Regions from separate parts of the Triticum aestivum genome. Here region 1 is linked to region 2. A link is a contact called in public Hi-C data. All regions are on one chromosome and are shown on one strand. The core of a region is the stretch at or near the end of the contact, and the rest is flanking DNA. Distances in the headings are between cores, read along the strand shown. Region 1 holds the start of LOC123053283 (exocyst complex component SEC5B). Region 2 holds the start of LOC123053282 (ubiquitin carboxyl-terminal hydrolase MINDY-3).

Region 1 (5,981 bases), core at 2,046-4,545, 300 kb after region 2:
CCGGAACCCTAAAAGCAACTTTCCATGTATAAATCTTTACCTCCGGACCATTCCGGAGCTCCTCGTGATGTCCGGGATCTCACCCGGGACCCCGAACAACATTTGTTCACCAACATGCATATCCCAATATTACTCCAGCGTCACCAAACGTTAAGCATGCGGAACCTACGGGTTTGAGAATCATGCAGACATGACCGAGACACCTCTCCGGTCAATAACAAATAGCGGAACCTGGATGCCCATATTGGTTCCTACATGTTCCACGAAGATCTTTTATCGATTGAACCACGATGTCAAGGATTCGGTTAATCACGTATGCAATTCCCCTTTGTCCGGCAATATGTTACTTGCTCGAGATTCGATCATCGGTATCTCCATACTTAGTTCAATCTCGTTACCGACAAGTCTCTTTACTCGTTCGTAATACATGATCTCGTGACTAGCTCATTAGCCACATTGCTTGCAAGATCTTTATGATGTTGTATTACAGAGAGGGCCCAGAGATATCTCTCCGTCACACGGAGTGACAAATCCCAGTCTCGATCCGTGCCAACCCAACAGACACCTTCGGAAATACCTGTAGAGCATATTTATGATCACCTAGTTACGAAGTGACGTTTAATAGCACACAAGGTATTCCTCCGGTTTCCGGGAGTTGCATGATCTCATGGTCTTAGGAATAGATACTTGACATGAAGAAAGCTATAGCACTAAACTGAAGTGATACGATCTAATGCTAAGCTTATGGTTGGGTCTTGTACATCACATCATTCTCGTAATGATGTGATCCCGTTATCAAATGACAAATCATGTCTATGGTTAGGAAATCTTAACCATCTTTGATCAACGAGCTAGTCTAGTAGAGGCTCACTAGGGACATAGTATTTGTTTATGTATTCACACTTGTATTAAAGTTTTCGGTGAATACAATTCTAGCATATGAATAATAAACATTTATCATGAACAAGGAAATATGATAATAAACATTTATCATGAACAAGGAAATACGATAATAATCACTAGGGACATATTTCCAACACCCCTATCCTGAGGTCTGCCAGTTTCACCATCGACAACCATCCCTCTCTCTCATAACCATCTACAACTGTTTTCACCAACCTTTGTCACAAACACTCTTTCTCTCACACGCATACGCACACACGATCTCCATCGACCCTTTATCTATACATATACTTGCCTATGTGTCTCCCGGACACACATTATCTTTAGGCCTATCTCGCACGCACTGTCTCCACCTCTCTTCCTATGTGATGAATATGATTCCAGCAGAGCATTCAGTAGGATGCCCCTTACAGTTAGGTTGGACGAATGGTAATCAGAGACAAAGGTTTACCTTAGTTCGGGCCCTTGTTGCATCCAAGAAATACCGTACTCCCGGTCATGCATACTTGTGAGTATCGTGTGTACAAAGTACACTACATGAATACCAAGGGATTTTGTGTATACTATTGATGAACTATGCCTCGGGCTTGTACATACATAGGACCTAGGGTTATAAATCCTAGCAGGCTTTGTCAGTGAACACAGAGTCCTTTACGGTATTGTAGTCCTTCATGGGTCCCCGTGTACTGCGTCATAGGCCGACCAATGTGGCGTAGGATGGAACCGACATAGGGGCCTCACCTCGGCCCACCATACCTCACACTGTCACACACCCTCTACCCCTAGGCCTCGCTATCTCCTTACACCCGCACATACCAACACACACACTGCACACACTATTTCTGATCATGTCTCTCTCCACTTCTCCCTTGCATAGACACACTCAAGGCCATCTCTCGACGAGACATCCTATTCGTCTCTCTCTCTAGACCTCTCTCATTTCTCGTGCTATCTCTCTCTCATAGCACCCTGGCCCCTCTATCCATGCCTCTCTCAAATACACACACATACCCTCTCTAAGCTTTGCCAAATACGTCAACTACACATTCACACATGTTACATCTTATCATGTGCCCCATTGATCTAAAAAACCCTCTCTTCACTTTTACTTCACATACAACATTCCTTTTGAATAAAAACTACACAAAGTGTGACCAAAAATTTATTTTTAGAAAATCTACATCTATACAATATTACAAAGTTATATGGAGTATGAAAGTTAATTTGCATGGTGCATCCAATGATATTTTGTTCCGCATTGTGAATTTTTATATTTTTATTCTATATATAAAGTTAGTCATAATAAAGAGAAACGAAGAGCATCTCTCTCCATCGCACCCCTCTACGCCCCTTTCACGTACGCATACAAACTATCTCTAGGCCCTCTAAAAATACGCCCCCATCACATTCACTCATGTTTCATCTTTCTCTCGCGAGATAAGAAGAAAGCAAAAGAAGAGCCGTGCCGTGCCATGCCGTTTTCCTGATCCAACTGGATGCCGATCCAGTCGCGCCTTGCTCCTTATGTAGAGCTCACCCACTCTGGGCCCACGAACCTGTGGTTTGGTTGCTTGATCCGAGGTGGCCTGGAGGTGACACGCCCTTGTCCCTGGTTGGTCGAAGGATGCCTTTCTGTTGCCATGCTGCCTTCCCGTGTTGGCTTGGCAGCGTTCCTGCCGCCTGAGGTAGTTTATGTTGGGCCGCTGACACGCGCCATGCTCGCCGTGCTGCCCCCCGCCGTGGGGTTCAAGCTCGACTGCGGGCCTCGCCTCACGCCCGCGCCTGGCCGGTGCTGCTGCAGCCGTCGGCCTCGCCTCCTCGCACCCAGCCGTTGCGAGCTCCCCTGCCCGCTACGTGTTTGACGAAATATCGGGGCGGACATGACATAAAATGCGTCCACTATCGTTGGGCGCACCGGTTGACCAAATAAAAAAGGAAACAAACCCGTCTGCTCGATCAACCCAAATGAACAAGACACAGACAAAAACGAATAGGACTTGGGTCGCTGCGTTGGAGTTGTTCTTACTCCCTCTCTTCACTTACTGTTGGAGTTGAACTAAAACCACGACGCGTAAATCGAGGGAGTACATTCTACTATGTGATCCTAAGCAAACACGCTTTAGAGTTGCGGTCACGCAAGCTCAGCCTGCCTGTACGGCTGTACCGCTTACCGTATCCTTCTCAGCTTCTGGCCGGTACGTCACGGCCACCGGAGCCGGTTCCCTTCGGGTCCGCATCCAATCCAAGCACGGACGAGAGAGACGAACCATTCCGCACTTCCGCCTTTGAACCGCCGTTGGGTCCAGCAAACTCCGTCCCGTCTTTCCGTGCGTGCAGTGCAGATCTCCCACCACCACCAGGCGTCGAAATTTCTCCCTCTCACTCCCCCTCCCTCCTCCTCCTCCTCCTCCCCAGATCCAGGCCCCGGCCCGACGCCTCCGGCCATGAGCGACAGCGATGTCGACGAGGACGAGCTCCTCCAGATGGCGCTGCAGGAGCAGGCCGCCCGGGACCTCAGCCACCAGCGCCCGGCCGGCGCGAACAAGCCCGTCGTCAACCTCGTCCGCCCGCCCGCCAACGCCCGCGGCGGCGCCAAGGCGCGCCAGCCCAGCCGCGGCGGCGACGAGGACGACGACTCCGAGGTCGAGATGCTATCCATTTCCTCCGGCGACGAGGACGGCGCCCCCGCCCGCGAGCGCGGGCCCCCGCCGCCCCGCGGGGGCGGCCGCGCCGGGGCTCGGAGGGCCGCGTCGCGGGACGATGCTGATCTCGACGACGCTGAGCCCAGGAGCTGGAAGCGTGTCGACGAGGCTGAGGTACGGATTGCAGAGATCTCGATCCCGGGGTTGGCGTCTGTGGTGATCGTACGCTTTGATTACCCGGTCAATTATGCTTCTCTTGAGGTTTCCAGGGAAATGAGCCAGAGGGTAGATTTTCTTGATTTCAACAGGGTCGGATCCTTGTTTGATTGCTAAATTTTAGCCACTGGCGTCAAGCTTGTACAGCTACCTCGCTTTCAACATGCACATTGTTTTAGCTCCATCTGGATTATATAGAGTGTGCTCAATTCAATTGTGTCGTGCGCCGTGTTAGTTTTGTGGCACTGCAGAGTAGGCCTGCTTTTTGGACAGGGGGCATTTTTGGCGAGGGTGTAGTTTAATCATGTGAGGCGCATTCCACATTTCCACTTAGCCTGCTTGTATCTTCATGAGATTTGGATTCTGAACATGGAGTTTGACATAATCATAGCCAGTGCTTATACAACTTTGATAATGTGTCATAAGCAATGCTAGGTTCATCACAACAACTGTACCGGTGTGGTTACGATTGCCACGCATTGCTGCCAAGTGTTTCCTCTGTAGGTTGCTGAATAAGACAACTTTCATTTGGGTTTCTTCTAGCTGCAAATTCACAGAATTCTTGTACATCACATATTCTTCCTCCGCCCGGAATTACTTGATGCTCAAATGGATGTATCTAGCACTGAAATACGTCTAGATACATCTGTTTGAGCGTCAACTAATTCCGGACGGAGAGACTATTATTCATAAGTGTCTGCAGTCCGACTCAGTAGAATGTTCATGTAAAAATGATCCACTGGACTCAGCTTAGGGTGTGTTTGGTTGGGGAACTAAGTGGAATGGAATGTCATGGTTCCATTCCACTGGAATGGGTTGGTTCCGTTCCTTTGCTTGGTTCTGAGCAATTAGGTGAAATGGAACGGTTCCATTTTAGTGTTTGGTTGGAGAGAGGAAGGGAATGGATTTGGTTCAGCTCACCCCTTGCATAGAAATGGTGAGATTACCTCTCACATATGTATATGTATATTTTTCACCACTATAGCTCTTTGCATCTTTAACAAACAATAGGACAGGAGAATATATTGTCAAAATCTGTAAGGAAAAGTCATCCACTCATATAGATGTGAAAAGATCTTTAAAATCCTAGTCATCCAAACAAAATATCTTGATAGTTATGGAGGGTATACAATTGTCCCTCTTCTTTCTCAAATTTGTGCATACAATCCTGTACTCCAAAATTTAGTACTCCCTCCGTAAAGAAATATAAGAGCATTTAGATCAATTTTTCAAGAAATATAAATGCTCTTATATTTCTTGAAAAATTGATCTAAATGCTCTTATATTTCTTTACAGAGGGAGTAGTTCTTATCTGATAAAAGTACATCTTTCCAAGAATTAACATGGGTATTAATCTTATCAAGTAATCCAGCACTGTGTCATGAAGCACTGAATACTTCAGCATAACTGCATAAGATCACATAAAAATGCAGCACCGATGTACACAAGAAATACCAAATTGTACAACTGTTGCAACTAGCATTTTATAGAAACCTGAAACTGTGGTTCCAGATCAATCTACGTAAGTACATATCGCTGTACGCTTAGCCATGTCAATTCATGAGTTGTTTTGAGTAGCCAAGACTTGTGTGATACGTAAAAATCTCAGTCTGCAAGATAGATTGGCATCACCGTTGACGAAGCCGCAAGAGAATTTAACTTGCTGCTGTGCTGGTGGGGCCGCGTGTCTCTGTTTGCTCCATGGGCCCTCCGATGCAGCTGTGCGATCTGAGTCATCGCTGCTGTTGCTGCTGTTTTGATCCCTCTTCCCTTCTAGTACACAGCAGCAGGAACAGCACATGTGGCAGCAACCCATCCTTGGGCGTTCAGCCGCCATTGCCCTCGTCTGCAAACAGGGTGAAGCAGCAACAGCCTCTCCAGCAGGCCCCTCACCGCCGCAGCAGCTGGTGACTGTACGTAACGAGCTGTAAGCCTTGGACATGTCCAAGGACTGGCTCGTCGGTGGCATCCCTGATGAGTTCTCAGGGAGGAACTTGAGGCGGCTATGGCGCGGCGCCCTTAGCGCTGAGCTCGAGGCGGAGGAGGGGTGACTACGGGACAAAGTCCGGCAGGCGCGCGTCGGCGGAGCCTGAGAGAAGCGGCGGGAGCGCAAGGTGGCAGAGCATCGGAGAGCCAGCAGCTACAGAGTCTCTCCATCAGCGTGACGGCTACATTGGCTAGCTCGAGGGAGGGAGAGGGCAGGGGAATCGTGGGGACTGA
Region 2 (5,965 bases), core at 1,993-4,492:
ACAGTGCCAAGGTAATATAAATCGGATGGTTTATTTTGAATTTAAATTCCTTTATTAAAAGTATGCAGTATCTTCTAGCTGATATGATCACATCCAGAATGGATACGGCAAGAAGCTACAATTGGTACAACAAAGAAGCGTGAATTAACATAACTACTTAAAAATTGAGGTTGATGAAACCTTTTGTTTTGTTTATTTCAAATTCTGAAATCCAAAACCATCAGAATTTGACGAAACCCCACTGGTAACCGGTCAAAACTGGATGCCAGAACCTGGCAGGAAGCAGGAAGCAGGAAGAGCACAGGAAAGTGAACCATTTTTCGAGAAAACGCGATGTCTGGTTGTATTTAAAAGGTAGGACAGACCCAGTGTATAGAAGCTCGCACACAAGGTGGGGTCTGGGGAGGGATTATAGGAACCTAGTCTTACCCCTGCGAAGTGCAATGCAGAAAGGCTGGTTCGAACCCAGGGACCTCTTGTATTTAAAAGGTAGGAAGAAAGCAAATCACACTCAGGCGGGCAGAGGCAAGGAAAAAGGCAGAAAAACAAGGTCCTCGGGGAATCAGTGAAACATCCCAACCCTCTGGCCAGCAAGCAGCAAGCGCTGCGGTGCCGGCTCTAACCCAATATTTCTCGCGTCCAACTTCAATATGCTTCCATCAGATCTGTACTCCTCTCAAAGAGAAAATTTACTAGTACTGGAAGCTCATGTATCATGTATGGCATGAATATTAAATTATAGAGCACGACCAATGTCATCTTTAATTGCTAGTTTCTGCGATTGAAACTGCCATGATATATAGAACGTTTCTCATAATTGGGTTGGAAAATGGAGAGGTACTACCAATGTTTAACTTAACAACAAGAAACAAAAAGGAAATGCAAGTCAGAGAACACATCTCCATGCACATCTATTCTGCCACGAGAAAAGAAAAAAATTATGGAACTTACATTTTGCCATGCATGGAGTATTTATTAACTACCAAATTTGTGTTCTCCATATATGCTATGGCAATGTTTCATATGTATACTACTACCTCGTCCGGGTTTAAAGGGCCGGAGGGCCACAACACACAGTCCAGATTTATAGGCCGGGTATTTATTGCCCTGTGTTAATTCGCGGATTAACAAGCATTTGTTCTGGGATACGTGGGGACGGATGAAAGAGCTGGCATGAGAGCGCGCTGGTTGGCTGGCCGTGCGGCTGCGCGCGAGACTTGTGGCGTGCAGGCTTGCTGATTGGCGAATTTGGAGAAAGGCTAACGATTAACGCATTAATTGGAGCAAAGTATGGCCCGCTGCTTTGTGTACCGCTGCGCTGCCTTGGTCCTGGAGAATTGGTCGGACGGCCCTTTAAACCCGGACGGAGGTAGTATAAATGAGTACAGTTAAGGATGCCCAGATGCCAATCTAAGTAACCTCAAGGACAACCTCTTGTTCTCTTAGTCTCCTACCATGATTCGATCCTCAAAGATACACATAACCATGTATGATCACTTTGAATCATGACTATCATTCGCTGGCAGAAACAACTAAAATACACAATATATGTCCACATCAGTCTGTCTTCACAGAACACTGAACCATTGATTGACACCCAATCCTCGAGTATTCAGGGACAGTGGGACACTAAACCCTAATCTCATAAACACATGTCTAACACTAATTTCTAGGTGCCCATCACCATGCCCATCAGAACAGAAACTTAACATAACCTACTTAGACAATGAAAGCAACGAAGTCACCAAAGGCCATTATCTTACAGATATGGGAGGTGAAATCAGAGCGGATATGGACATATGTCGCTCATTTCGTACCCTAAACCACATTTTTTTCGTGGGACTCAGAGTTGGACATGTGTCGTGCCCGATATGAGTACAAATGCAAATATTACCGGGTACTAATGTTAATCAAATAAGAACTGTATAAAACATAAACCATTTATATGGCAATATAAAGATCAATCAACCATACAATTTCCAAAATGCAACTACATGAATAATTCAACAAGGCAAATTAACTCGTAAATATATGGTTTCCACTTGTTGTACGATGACATTGGATGACATGTACCGTGCAAGACAATGTGAAATTAACCTACCAAAGGCACCTTTCCAAGAAAAATATGTACAAGTACAGCATCAGGAAGGTCGATAGCCACACAAGCAATGGGTCAGGCCTTCAAAAGGGCCGGATATGAGCGGTGGGCTAAGATCTATAGGCTGAGCAAGTTAGCTTGTCCCGTATATCATAGATTATATTATCCGAATAGTTCCGTTACAAAACCGGATATCACTCATCCTATATCACATCCCATATCCTATTCTGGAATCAATGCCGGATTTCTATTTCGGTGAATGGGTAAGTGCTCCAGAAATCAAAGTATCCCTCTATTTTTCACCCATATACACATATTAATGAGACTGAAGTACCAAACAAAAGCTCACCTGATACCCTGATTGCTCCACTGCGCCAGCACTGCCTTTGAAACCCCACTCCCAAACACCATGAGCCAGAGCTTCTCAGCGAGCTCCGGATGCAACTCCTCCCCTTTCTCCTCCTCTCCCACATCAACCTCCAACTCCACTTCCGCCTCCTTCACATCCTCCATAGGTACCACGGTTGATTCCGACTCCACCTTCACGTCCTCCGGGGCGGAAGGTTGCTCCGCCACCACGGCCGTCGGCTGGGACGGCGGCGGCACCACGACGGCGGCGGGCGGGGCGACGGTGACGGGCGGGGCGACGGTGACGGGCGGGGCGACGGCGGCAGGCGGGGCGACGGCGCGGAGGCGCTTCTCGGCGGCGGCGGCCATGAGCTCGCGCTGCTTGCGGCGTGCCTCCGCCTCAGGCGACTCCCCGGCGGGCGATGGGGGCTTGCTGCGCTTGGGCTCGGGCTGCGCCGGCGGCGAGCCGTGGAGGCTCATGCGGAGCGCCATCTGGAGCTCCTCCTCCTCGTCCCGATCCCCCATTGAAAGCCGCTCCGCCGAACCCTGGCCGGATCGATCCGGCTCGAAACCCAAACCCTAGGGCAGGGTTTGGCCCCTCGCCCCCGGTCGTAGGCTTCGAGCTAGGGACGAAGTGGAGCGGGCGGTAGTTGTTGGAATTCGGGCCTGGGGCATCGGGATCCGGGATGGCGGCGGGTCAGGAGGCCGACATGGTCGGTGTATTTGTAGGAGCGCCGTCGCGACGGCGATGCGACGGGGGGTGGTGGGGTGTGTCAGAAACGGAAGTGTTCTCCCGGTGGCTGTTCGGTGCGCTGCACACTTGCGGCTCGGGCGCGTGGTTTGGCTGAACAACCGATGACTTGTGGGGCCAAGATAGATCGTGGCCCAGCTGTCATGGACTGGCGGCAGATGATTCCTGGTGACTGGTTGGACGGTACGGTAGCTTTGGCTTCCCCTGCTTTGGAGTTTGGACAGTGCGGCATGAGATCCGCCTTCATCATTGGTCTACCCTCAAGTCGAATGCGTTTTCGGCCCTTCGATGGAAGAATTTTCGTAATCTCACGGAATTCTATGTATACCATAACATTTAATTGTTGTTCTTTTTATTTTGGAATAGACACATTCTTGCTTCTTACGACCATAAAACTATGTTTCCGAGTTCCATTTCAGGTTTCCATTCTTGCATCGCCGGAAATACTGAAATAAATTCAGAAATAAATGTGAGCACCAGAACTTAACCCTGGTGGGCTCGGGATACCACTGTCCCTCTAACCATTCAATCACAAGTTGGTTCACCGATGTTCATATTTTTAGAATCAATATATTTTCAACAAATTATTAGTGGGTCGCTTGTAGTAATACGATTTGTACTATAATAGTTCTAGCACTTCATAGTGTAAAGTACGAGTTGAGATGCAAAAATGTGCTAAGACGAGAGAAATTTTGTTGAAGCAAACTTGAGGCTGCAGCCCCGCACCCACTCCATCCCAATCTTGACAAATTTAGTGAAGAAAATTCTTTTATATGAGTTTTACATTAAAAGTTAGAGCTTTTGCAAACCCCCCACCCCCCCCCCCCCCCCCACCCCCAGAGAGAACCAATCTTTGTCTAGCTCTCCTAGTATTATTATGTGACGTTGGCTCAAACTTATAGAGATTAGTATACGTGACCGGTATCACAAAAATGTTGATATTCTAAGTAACATGCTTGCATGAATAGTACTCAATTTGTTTCATGTTATTCCTATTATCTTTTTCCCTTGCCATGTGTCTCTCTACCTTATTGTTCTTTGCTTTGGGCATTCTCGATCGACTCAAAAAACACATGCTCATGGTCACTGGAGAATTCTCACCCACATGACACAAGGAGACACCGATCCACACCTTTAAGGCTCCGGGGGTGCCTCGAGCCAACTTTCTTCGATGTAGTTTGTAGTATAGTGAGTTGTCATGTCTCGCCGCCACACGCTTCTGTCGGAAAAATAAAGCGTTTTGAGCTATACTTCTAATGGACGAGTTGGTGAATAGTCTCCGTGGTTTATTTTCGTTGGTTTTTTTTGTGTCTCCTCCCACCACCCCCTCCCACCCTGGTGAATAGTCTCCGCGGTTTATTTTCGCTGGTTTTTTCGTCTCTCCTCCCACCACCCCCTCCCACCCTGGTCCATCTGTTTATTTTTCTCTCCACTTACAACCAGAACTTTCCTAACGTATAACAAATCACGGATCTAACTCTTTTAAATTATGCAAATCAATCGATTCCTTTTATTGGTTCAATTTGTCTTAGGAAACAAATAACAGATTTTCAGAAAACAAATAATACATTTTAATCTAATTTTTCTAACTTATCTAAATCAATCGATTTCTCTTATTAGTGAAATGTGTTTTAGGAAACAAATAACAGACACGTCACAACTTTCCTCCCAATAAATAGTTTCTTAACATTTGCAAACTTTCCTAATCAGACACGTCACAAACGGGCAGGTACTGATATCACGTTACCAAACAATAAAACCTCATTTGCATAGAAATTAGTTCAAAAATCCTAACTTTCCTAATTTTTTACCTTTCCTTGATAACAACCAATATTTCCTATGTTTTCCACCTATTGAAGGAAATCACCCCTCCATCGATATTAGCATTTTTTGGAATGAGATCTCCGATTTTTTTTTTTGCGATTCTTTCCAATGGTGACCTCTCCTTCCACTCCGGCTCCTTCTCGCATAAACACCTCCACCACAGCCAAGTGACACCGCCCCAGACCTCCTGCCTCTCCACACCTTCTCCGCCACCTCCTTCTCGTACTCCATTAACAATCCCTCCGCCACATTTGTCCACGGTGGTGTCGAGGGCATGGCACAGCAGCGTACCAGCGGTAGAGCAGCGCATAGCAGCAGGAAGCAGCACGCAGCAGGCGAGGCAAGCAGCCGACGGTGGAGGGCAGAGATGCGGCCGGCGTGGCTGAGGGGGCGGCCGGCAGAAGATGACCACGACTGGAGGCGGCGCGAGGCAGGGGCGCGACAGCGGGGCGAGCGAAGGGATAGACGGCAGCAGACGGGGCGAGCGCAGCCAGCGAGAGTGTGGCACGCGGCCAGGGTGTGTGTCGCGCGGGGGCACAGTGGTGCGGTGGCGGCGGCGGGCGCGACCGACGCGGTGTAGCACGGGCGTGGGCATGGAGAGGGAGTGGCCCCGCGGGCACGGAAGAAGAGCGGCAGGCTCGGGCATGGGCGTGCATAGGAGCGGGCATGTGCCACGGGGTCAATCCGAGGAGCTCGGTGGCTACCCCTACAATGGCCATGGCGGACGGCGGTTCTCGGCCACGGCAAAATACCTAACGAGAGCAAACGAGAGGGGAAACAGGGGAAAGGCAAGAGGAGATCATGGCGGTGTCAATGGCGCCCTAGGGGAAGACATGGGAGCTCGGGGCGGCGCGGATCGAACGACAATGTCGCGGTGGCCCAAGGTTGAGGAAGACGGCAGCGACGTCGATGCCGGGGTGCTGGACTTGATCTCGTTAGCGCAG

What was found. Hi-C and Micro-C count contacts between places; a contact is called where the count stands out from the background.
Region 1: a contact with region 2 is called in a Hi-C map of leaf, with 5 times the contacts expected there. The contact joins the promoter of LOC123053283 here to the promoter of LOC123053282 in region 2. A contact is called at or near these places in 2 of 5 Hi-C or Micro-C datasets (both in leaf).

The regions. Positions count from the first base shown.
Region 1 is chr2D:382,573,915-382,579,895 of IWGSC CS RefSeq v2.1, forward strand. It overlaps LOC123053283 (exocyst complex component SEC5B), which reads left to right and starts at 3,296. Exons shown (of 21, transcript XM_044476739.1): 1 at 3,296-3,719. The coding sequence starts at 3,296.
Region 2 is chr2D:382,271,431-382,277,395 of IWGSC CS RefSeq v2.1, forward strand. LOC123053282 (ubiquitin carboxyl-terminal hydrolase MINDY-3) reads right to left here and starts at 3,243. Exons shown (of 7, transcript XM_044476738.1): 1 at 2,448-3,243. The coding sequence starts at 2,971.